Linked DNA regions of Mus musculus: regions 2 and 3 are each linked to region 1. A link is a contact called in public Micro-C and promoter capture Hi-C data. All regions are on one chromosome and are shown on one strand. The core of a region is the stretch at or near the end of the contact, and the rest is flanking DNA. Distances in the headings are between cores, read along the strand shown.

The links. Promoter capture Hi-C pulls out the DNA fragments that hold promoters and counts their contacts. A called contact is a pair of places that touch in the nucleus more often than the background predicts.
Region 2: a contact with region 1 is called in a Micro-C map of embryonic stem cells, with 6 times the contacts expected there. The contact joins the promoter of Msh6 here to the promoter of Epas1 in region 1.
Region 3: a promoter capture Hi-C map of embryonic stem cells shows a contact between it and region 1, with 5 times the contacts expected there. The contact joins the promoter of Six3os1 here to the promoter of Epas1 in region 1. A contact is called at or near these places in 3 of 39 promoter capture datasets (cranial neural crest and embryonic stem cells), 4 of 484 Hi-C or Micro-C datasets (all in embryonic stem cells), 2 of 115 datasets of contacts at active chromatin or transcription factors (both in embryonic stem cells) and 1 of 9 other capture datasets (embryonic stem cells).

Annotation. Positions count from the first base shown.
Region 1 is chr17:86,752,535-86,755,233 of GRCm38.p6, reverse strand. Epas1 (endothelial PAS domain protein 1) reads right to left here and starts at 1,370. Exons shown (of 16, transcript NM_010137.3): 1 at 926-1,370. The coding sequence starts at 951.
Region 2 is chr17:87,973,678-87,976,376 of GRCm38.p6, reverse strand. Msh6 (mutS homolog 6) reads right to left here and starts at 1,327. Exons shown (of 10, transcript NM_010830.2): 1 at 972-1,327. The coding sequence starts at 1,228.
Region 3 is chr17:85,617,056-85,619,754 of GRCm38.p6, reverse strand. Six3os1 (SIX homeobox 3, opposite strand 1) reads left to right here and starts at 1,359. Exons shown (of 4, transcript NR_038085.1): 1 at 1,359-1,698. It also overlaps a transcript of Six3 not described here.

The DNA.
Region 1 (2,699 bases), core at 121-2,620:
ATCGAAACAGGAGCAAAGTGCCAGGCGGCCAGCTATAAACTTTTGCAGGCGACGAGAATGTACCCAGGTCTGCGGCGGGGTCACAGTGTGTTCCCACCTCAGCTCCTAGAGCTGGGTGTCAAGTCACCAGATGCGGGGCGGATTGAAGGAGGCTCGAGGGCAGCGCGAGTTGCCCCGAGTTGCCTCTCACCCAGTGCCGAAAGGTTCGCGAGGACAAACCTTCGTGGCTGCCCTTCGTCTTAAGAATCAGACACTCGGAGCCGCCGGGTGTCACGGTCTTCTCTCTGCACACTAGAGCACCTGCCCCCGCAGGGCAATCCAGGTCACTCACTCCCCACTCTCTGCCGGAGTCTAGGTGTAGGGTAAGGTTAAGGGGGTTGAACAAACTTGGGTGCCGTCTGGAGCAGGACCCTTGACAGTGTTCCGGCTTCTCGGTCAGGGCGCACCCCAGAGTTGCGCTTTGCCCTCTGTTCCATGCTAGTTTGGGGCGCAAAGCCCGCATAGGAACGCTCTCGGAAAGACCTAGAGGGTCTTAGGAAAAGAAAGGCGTGTCTACTGCTCCAGCATGGAAACCCTAAGAGTCGAGGGCATCAGCCCAGAAACATTTCAAAACACTCGCTAGGGAAGCTTGGTGCTCCAGGGACGACAGACTTTGGAAGGCGCCGCGGAAGCACCCCTGACCTCCAGGGCCATCTCTCCGTGTCTCAAGGTCTCGGAACTATCCGCTTTGCAACTCTACTGCGACACCGCAGCTCCTTGTCCCTAAAGGCATCACCGACTCGCTTACTCAAAGCCCCTCAACAGCGGTCCTCCAGCCTCCGAGAACTCTCGCACCCCTCTCCCGACTGCCCCGGGTCGCGCCCGCCACGCGCAGTTCCGCCAATGCCTGGGACCAAGTCGGTCGCCAGCTTTGACTCCCGCTTACCTTTTTTTCTCCTTGTCAGCTGTCATTGTCGCCGTGGCCCTCCGAGACCCGGAGCACCTGGGTTCCTTAACCCCGTAGGGGCTGCAGCCGCTCTCTTTGCTGTGGCCCTCCGCAGCTCTCTGTCGCCCGGGCAGGTGTGAAAGGTCTTTAGTGCTCGCAGGTCCGAGAGTCCCGCTCAATCAGGTGGAAGTTTGCAGAGGGCTGGCTAGGTGCGGAGGAGGAGGAGGGAGGAGGGGGGTGACGGGGAGGAACCTGCAGGAGGAGGCGGGGCCGGGGAAAGGAGTGGGAGGAGGTTGTAAGACGCCAAAAGAGAGAGAGAGCAGCGACAAGGGACCTGGAGTTCCGTTTAGCCCCGAACAGGAGTCACTTTTCTGGGATCTGACAAATCAAAACCAACCAACCAAAAAAGAAAAAGAAAAAAAGAAAAAGAAAAAAAGAAAAAAAAATGGCTCGAAGAGAGCAAGTTGGAAAAAAATCCGGGGGCAAGCGAGTGCGGCCGCTGAGATGACCATACAGTCTCAGGACACTGCCGAGGATTGTACGGCCGCCTCAGGAGAGCTGGAGCGGAGCGCTGCGGACTCCGGAGCTGTACACCGGCCGCTCTCGAATGTCCGGCCTCCTCGGCTGTCAGCCCACTTTAAAAACTCGGACGGCCCGCCCGCGGGAGGGCGCGAGGGGCGCGGGAGTGGGACATCGGGCTGGGGGCGGGCCGGGGGCGGGGCTCCAGAGAAGCCCCGCCCCGCACGCTGGCTGCCTGCCCCGACTTCCCACCGTGTCCCGGCCAATAGGGAGGCGCGGCCACAGCCTCTGCCCTGACCCCGTCCCTCCCCTTTCTCTGGAGCTGCGCTCCTCGGGCGCCCGCCTGCCCTTCCTCCTCCTTCCGCAGAACTGCGACTTGTTTTTGAGGTCGCTGGTGGCGAGTAACTATATGGGACTCCAAATGGAAGCGCAGTTAGCGCAGGACTGAGTAATGGCGGGGATCTGCTACCCAAGTTCGGAGTATGCCTTTGCGCCAGTGTCCTTTCAGCCTCACTTTTCCCCTAAGAGCTAGGCTAGGGCAGGAGCGCTGGGTCGGAGATCGCGAGCGCAGCTAGGGCGTGCAGCGAGCGCCCAGCCAACCCCCCCCCCCCCCGCTTCCGGGTGCTGCTATAGTCCCCTAAACCATCCACTTGGCTCCCTTCGGCCGGCGGTAATGATCCCCAGGACCCTGTCGGCTCTTGTTCTTGTCTGCCTTGGAGGTGCGCTCTCTTTGGCCAAACTGACCTTGACTTCTGAGTCCCGAGTGGCAGAAAGTTGTGGGAGAAACTGGGACAAAAATGATCTAGGGTTGCTCCTGCCTGTGTCTTCCTCAACCGGTTTGTGGGTTTTGAGGTGCTCGTGGTAGACTGTTAGGTTTAAGTGTATGCCTGAGAGGAGAGCCTTGGAGCTCCCTCAGGCCTCTGCCCGCTCTCAATACCCCAGTATCACCGTGGGCTCCCCAGAGAGTTCCTGAGTGTGATGTTGGGATGTGTTGATAGCGTGTTCCCAAATCACTGGATGTGCTCTTCCGGGGTTCGAAGGATACAGCCAACTGCAGGACGTGGTGTTATGAAGTCTCCTCTTCCCTAGGCAGTCAGAGGGTTCTTTGGCCTTTCCACCTGTGAGATGCCCACTCCTGCTTTGATCTTAGACACTTTCCCATTTCCTACTTCTGCAGGAAAATCTCCAGAAGGAAGAAGGGCAGCCATGGATTTTTGAAGGCTAGGGAAAGAGCCAACGGGCTCCATAGTTGTGA
Region 2 (2,699 bases), core at 78-2,577, 1.2 Mb before region 1:
CCCACCCAGTAGCTCACAATATCTCTAACTACAGAGGCTGAGGTCCTCCTCTGGCCTCTCTCAGGCAGCGTGCATGCACATGGGCACACATACATACACGGAGGCAAAATACACCTCTGTGTTTACCTGTGTCTGAACTGTGTCCTTTATAGCCAAAGGGAAGGAAAGAAATTAGAGATCCAAAATCATTTTCTCTGCCCCAGGAGCATACGCCAGCTCTTCCTGGTGCCCAAGCTGAAACTCCAGAGTACTGGACTCCAGAAAGAACTCTTTACATTTTAAATAAGTCGCTGCACACTTCTTAATCCCAGCAGAGGCAGGTGGATGTCTGAGTTCCAGGACAGCCAGGGCTACACAGAGAAACTCTGTCTCGAAAAAAAATGAAAATAAATAGATAAAATAAATGTCTCTAGTCGTTCCTACAAACGACAGCCAAATTTACAAAGTGCGAGTACAACTCCAGGCAAGTTTCCCCCAGTAAACCTTCTTGCCCAGGGCTTGCCCAATACTCCGAAGACCCACTAACTGCGAAAAATCTCCCGCACTCTTCCCTCCTGTGAAAAGGTGGGTTAAAAAAAACTGTCGTCCCAAGCCGGAGCGCCGCTTTCACTATCTACAAACTTCCACCTGCAACCCGAGTTTCCTCCCACCGTAGGCTCGCCACCCGGAGGAGCTCCCTGCCCGATCCGATCCGCCCCGCCCCCTCAGGCCGCGGATCGCAGCAGGACACCCACCGTTCCCGCTCCGGCCACTTTGGGGGAGGGTGTCTCCGTCCCCGAGCCTCCCGAGCCTCCCCACCCCCACAGTGGGAGTGCGCTCGCTTGCTCGCAGCGTCCCCCGAGAGTCCCGGGCACCGGCCCCGCTTCTCCCGGGCCGGCAGGCCGCCCCTCCTCCCGCCGCCTGGCACGGAGCAGCCTCCCCCTCCTTCCGGGAGACCCGCGCGCCGCCGCAGCCCCGACCGAGCCGGCTACCTGGGAGGCACGGCCTGCGCGGAGGAGGAGGCCCTCCGCAGCCCTCCGTTGAGATCCTTTGCCTCCGGCGACGAGGCGGATACCGCCGCGGACCGGGACCCGGGTTCAGCCTCGCTCCAGGCCGCATCCCCGCCGCGGGAAGCGGAGGCTCCAGAGGCAGCGGCACCTTGGCGTGAGGCCTCGGCCGCGGCCTTCTTGGTGTCGCCGAGTGCCGGGGACTTGGGGAAGAAGCTGTACAAGGTGCTTTGTCGGGACATGATGAAGGCTGACGGGCAGACCGGGCCACGGCTCCGAGCGCCTACAAGGATCGCATCCACCGCGCGGCCGCCGCTGGCGGGAAAGTCGGGAGGAGGCGCGTCCTACCCGAGCATCCGTAGCCCAGCGGCCAATCCGAAGGCGTGTCGGCCTGCGCGGTGGGCGGGGCCCCGCCCGCGACGTGCCCTGGCGTAGATGGGCGGGGCGGGGCGGGCCCAGCCCCCAAGCTCGGGTTGGCGGGCCTTGAGACTGAGCCTTTGCAAAGCAGTGGAGCTCGCGGTGGCTACCCGGGCAAGTATGCACCAAGAAGACGGAAGTGGCTTGCGCGGTTGCTGGAACGGCGGGGTGCACCCTGCGAGAAGCCGCGTCGAGCTCGCTGCGGAAACACCTGGCCCTGCGGGCGGTCCTGCGGTTGGACTGAAAGGAGCTGAGAAATTGGTTGTTGCTGTCTGCCACGTACGGTGCGTTCGCAGAGCATTGTACAGAGCGGCACTTGTGAATGCCAAGTGCAAGAACAGCTATCCACAAAACCAGCTACCCACAAAACTTTCCTTGGCCCGTCACTGCCTCAACTAGTTTACGCCTTACTATATGAGATGGGCAGTTAAGGTCCAGTCTTATCTGAGCCCTTTAGCATAAGTGTGCAGAATTTTTTATATTTTAGAAACTGAGATTGCTAAGGTAATGTTGAGCGTCAACGCTTGGGCCCTAGCAACCCTAACGAGCTAAACTCCCACTCATCCTCAGTAGTCGAATAATAGAGAAAATAGCAAAAAAACAGATTTTTTTTTCAAAGGGCCACATTAGGAAGATAAAGTTCAGCCCCCCCCCCCCGGAAGTTCATCTTTGGGGGTACTGACGTGAAGTTTTGGTTTAAACCGGGCGACGGGAACCAGAATGGTCTTGTAAGAGGTGGTCTGACCCACCATAATCTCTGCTCCAGACTGTCCTACATGGGGATTCAACGAGCTTCAGATACTTGAGAAATCTCTTTCCAGAAACCAAGTTCTTCCTCTACACTAACTCGAAGCTTTGTCTTACCCCTTCCCACCAAAAAATTCCTGGAGAAATTCCAATTCTTTGGAGTCCATTATTTCAATTGCCTGATAGCCAAAGGGAGCCAAGTGTTTCTCCTCAGAATGTCTTCCTGCCAGGTTGATTACAGGGCGTTTTCGAAAATTGGAGCTCCTATTCAAATTCAAGAAATTGGAGCTGAGCGCGAAGGTGTGTGCCTTTAACCCCATTGTTCCAGGCAGAAGCAGGTGGATCTCTGAGGTCAAGGACAACCCTGGCTACAGTTACAAGACTTGCCAGGGTTTGTTACACGGAGAAACCCTGTCACAAAAAAAAAAAAAAAAAAAAAAAACCAAAACAAAAAAAACAACTAAATCAAGAAGGAGAGAGAGAGAAATTGGGAGACTTAATTCAGCTCTAAGTAAGAATGGACTTAGCTCTGGCTAGCAATACCTTCAC
Region 3 (2,699 bases), core at 110-2,609, 1.1 Mb after region 1:
CAAAATTCTCCATACATAAAGCAATATCATAACCCTGAAACAGACTCCCCTTGTCCAAAGAACTCAGAGTGTCTTTCCTGCCTGCGGCTACCACAGCCTCTGGGCCAGGCCCGGGCATTTATTTATTCTTAGGTATGTTGCTTGTGAGAAGTTGTAATCTGCATCTTGAGGCCGGCCTCCCTTTGTGAGGCTTCTGTAACTATGGAAGTGTGATTTACGCAGATTTGTCCGGGTCAGAGACATCTTTCCCTACGCACTGTGTATATTTAGACAGGATTCGGACTGGTGTTAAAAAGTGTATATGTTGAATGGATTCACACACAGTAGCTAACAATGCCCACATTGTCGGCCCATGTACAACGCGTATTGAAACGCAGCGCCCAGACTTCAACTAATCTGCCCTCAATAAAGCTGAAATAATTATCCTAAGCTGCCTTTCCAGAAGAAAAATCATTGAGGAATTCAAAACTTTTTTTAAAAAGATCTTTTCTACATTCCGATGCAGATCTGGGGGCGCGGCGCCGGGTACACACCACTCAGGAGAGCTCAATGAGGGAGAAGTGGAAAAAAAGAAGTTGTGGGAGAATTTAAACGTGAACCCAACTGGAGGCTGGAGCCAAAATGGTCGCAGGCCCTAAATCTCAAGCTCGGATCTTTCTTAGGCCTTGATCCGACAGTGCCAGGTTTTAAAGGGCCGAGGAGTGCAAACTCGGTTTGAGGGTGACACCGAATGTTTGGGTTAGGCTAGGGGACTATACTGGCTCTTTAGCAGGGGGCAGCTCAGGGGCCTAAACTCGCTGACCAGGGCAGAATAATGTTCACCCTAAAAGGTAGATCCGTCGAGCCCCACTTTTGGCGGTCTCTCTCTCTCTCCAAACATCTTCATCTGCACCAGGAGTGCTTTTCCGCTCAACTGCAAGGCTCTGGGCGGTCGCTCTTTGCGGGCCCAGAAAGAGCCCAAAGGTTGGGACACAAAAACAGACACTTCATCTTTTCTTCCGGACCCCTTTCTCTTGTAGGGGGAAGGATTATAGACTGAAAGGTGGGAGGGAGAAGGGGCAGGAGGAGGAAGCAGGGGGAGGAAGGAATGAAAAGGGGGAGGGGAGTGGGTATTGTGCCGCGTGTGGAGGGGGAGAATTCCTACGGGTGGGTTTCCGAATATTGTGTTCAACTTTTTGAAAGCAGCTCGTGACCCCGAAACTGCATCCCCCGGAGCCGGGGACCCAGGCGCCAGGCGGGCGGGTGAACCCGGCCAGTCCCTCCCAATCCCCGCAACCCCCCGCCTCCGAGTGGGGGGGATCCAGGCCTGGAGGGAGGCTGGGCAGGTGCCGAGGGCTGTGCCGACAGCGCTGAAATCGAAAACCCTCGCCACTCATGAAGAACTGAGGCAAAAGGATCACAGATGCTGCTCGGGGCCAGCCCTATACTCCCTCCAGTGCCTGGTCTCCGGTGGACCCGCGGGGCTCTGCAGTTCTCTGGCGGCCGCGCCTTGTAAGCGCTAAGCCGGGAGGAGGGCGCAGGCAGGGCGCACAGCTCTGAGCGCGACCCTACCCGGCTCGGGCCCGCAGCAACCCCGACTGTCCGAGAGCCTCTCCCCAAGCAAGGCTCTGCGCCGCCCTCTGAGCCCACCTCCTGGCCACAACGCTGCCTGCGCTTCTCCAGCCCAGGCCGGAAGCCCTATGCTGCCTCCCGAAGCCGGTAAGTTGAGAGTCCTGAAAGCTGAGCAGGGAGGCGGGGCGGGTGGTTCCTGATGCGTTTTGTAGGACTGGATCCCGCCGAGGCTCCGCAGGGTCTTGATCTAAAAGGTTTGGGTGTGTGCATTTTTGGAGAGGGTGTCTGTGAACCTCTGGAGTCTCCCCAAAATCCCATTCGCTGAGCATTGGTGAGAGGAGCTGGTGCAAAGGACCCAGGCTGCTTTGCTCCCTGATCTGGGGTGGGTAAAGCGAGGGCTCGGAATGGAGCCCAGGGCACTTCCAGAGTGGGTGGGATGCTGAGCACCGCCTGCACTCCGATACTCTCAGAGCCACAAAACCCTAGGGGATTGGCTTGTAGGGCCTCTAGATCTCTTCTCTCTCTCTCTCTCTCTCTCTCTCTCTCTCTCTCTCTCTCTCTCCTCTCAGACTCAAGGACTGGGGACTTGGTGGATCTATGGCATTGGTACCCACAGAGGTCACCTGCACAGATAAATCTGTCGCCACCCTTCAACCCTGGCCTACCGGATCTGCGGGGAGAAATGCAGCATTTGAATTGGGGAGTGTTCAGTCCTGCTCTGCGGGGCATTTATTTACAAATATCAGCTGCAACCCAGCCTTGATAACGTCTCATACAGTCAGAGGACTTTGCGGGAAGCACACTTCCTCCTTGTTTGGGGCTACAGGGAAAGCCCAGGAAAGCGAGTCCCAGAAGGCCTGGGACAGCTACACCCAGTTCACCCATGCTCAACCCGGAACAGCCGACCCAAACGGTCAGGAAGGTTTGTCCTGGGGGCAACGCCTCTTCCGGGCTCTAGGACATTGGAAGACAGAGAGATTGCTGGGTAGCGGGTGGTCTGGGCCTCCCCGCAAGCTGCAAACGAAGGAGCTTGGAGCAGACCGCCAGGGAGGGCGCAGGGGAGCGCAGTACTCAGGCGGAGAGGCCCCGAAGCCCTTCAGGGACTCCGATTACTTTCCTTTGAACAACAACAACAACAACAACAAAAA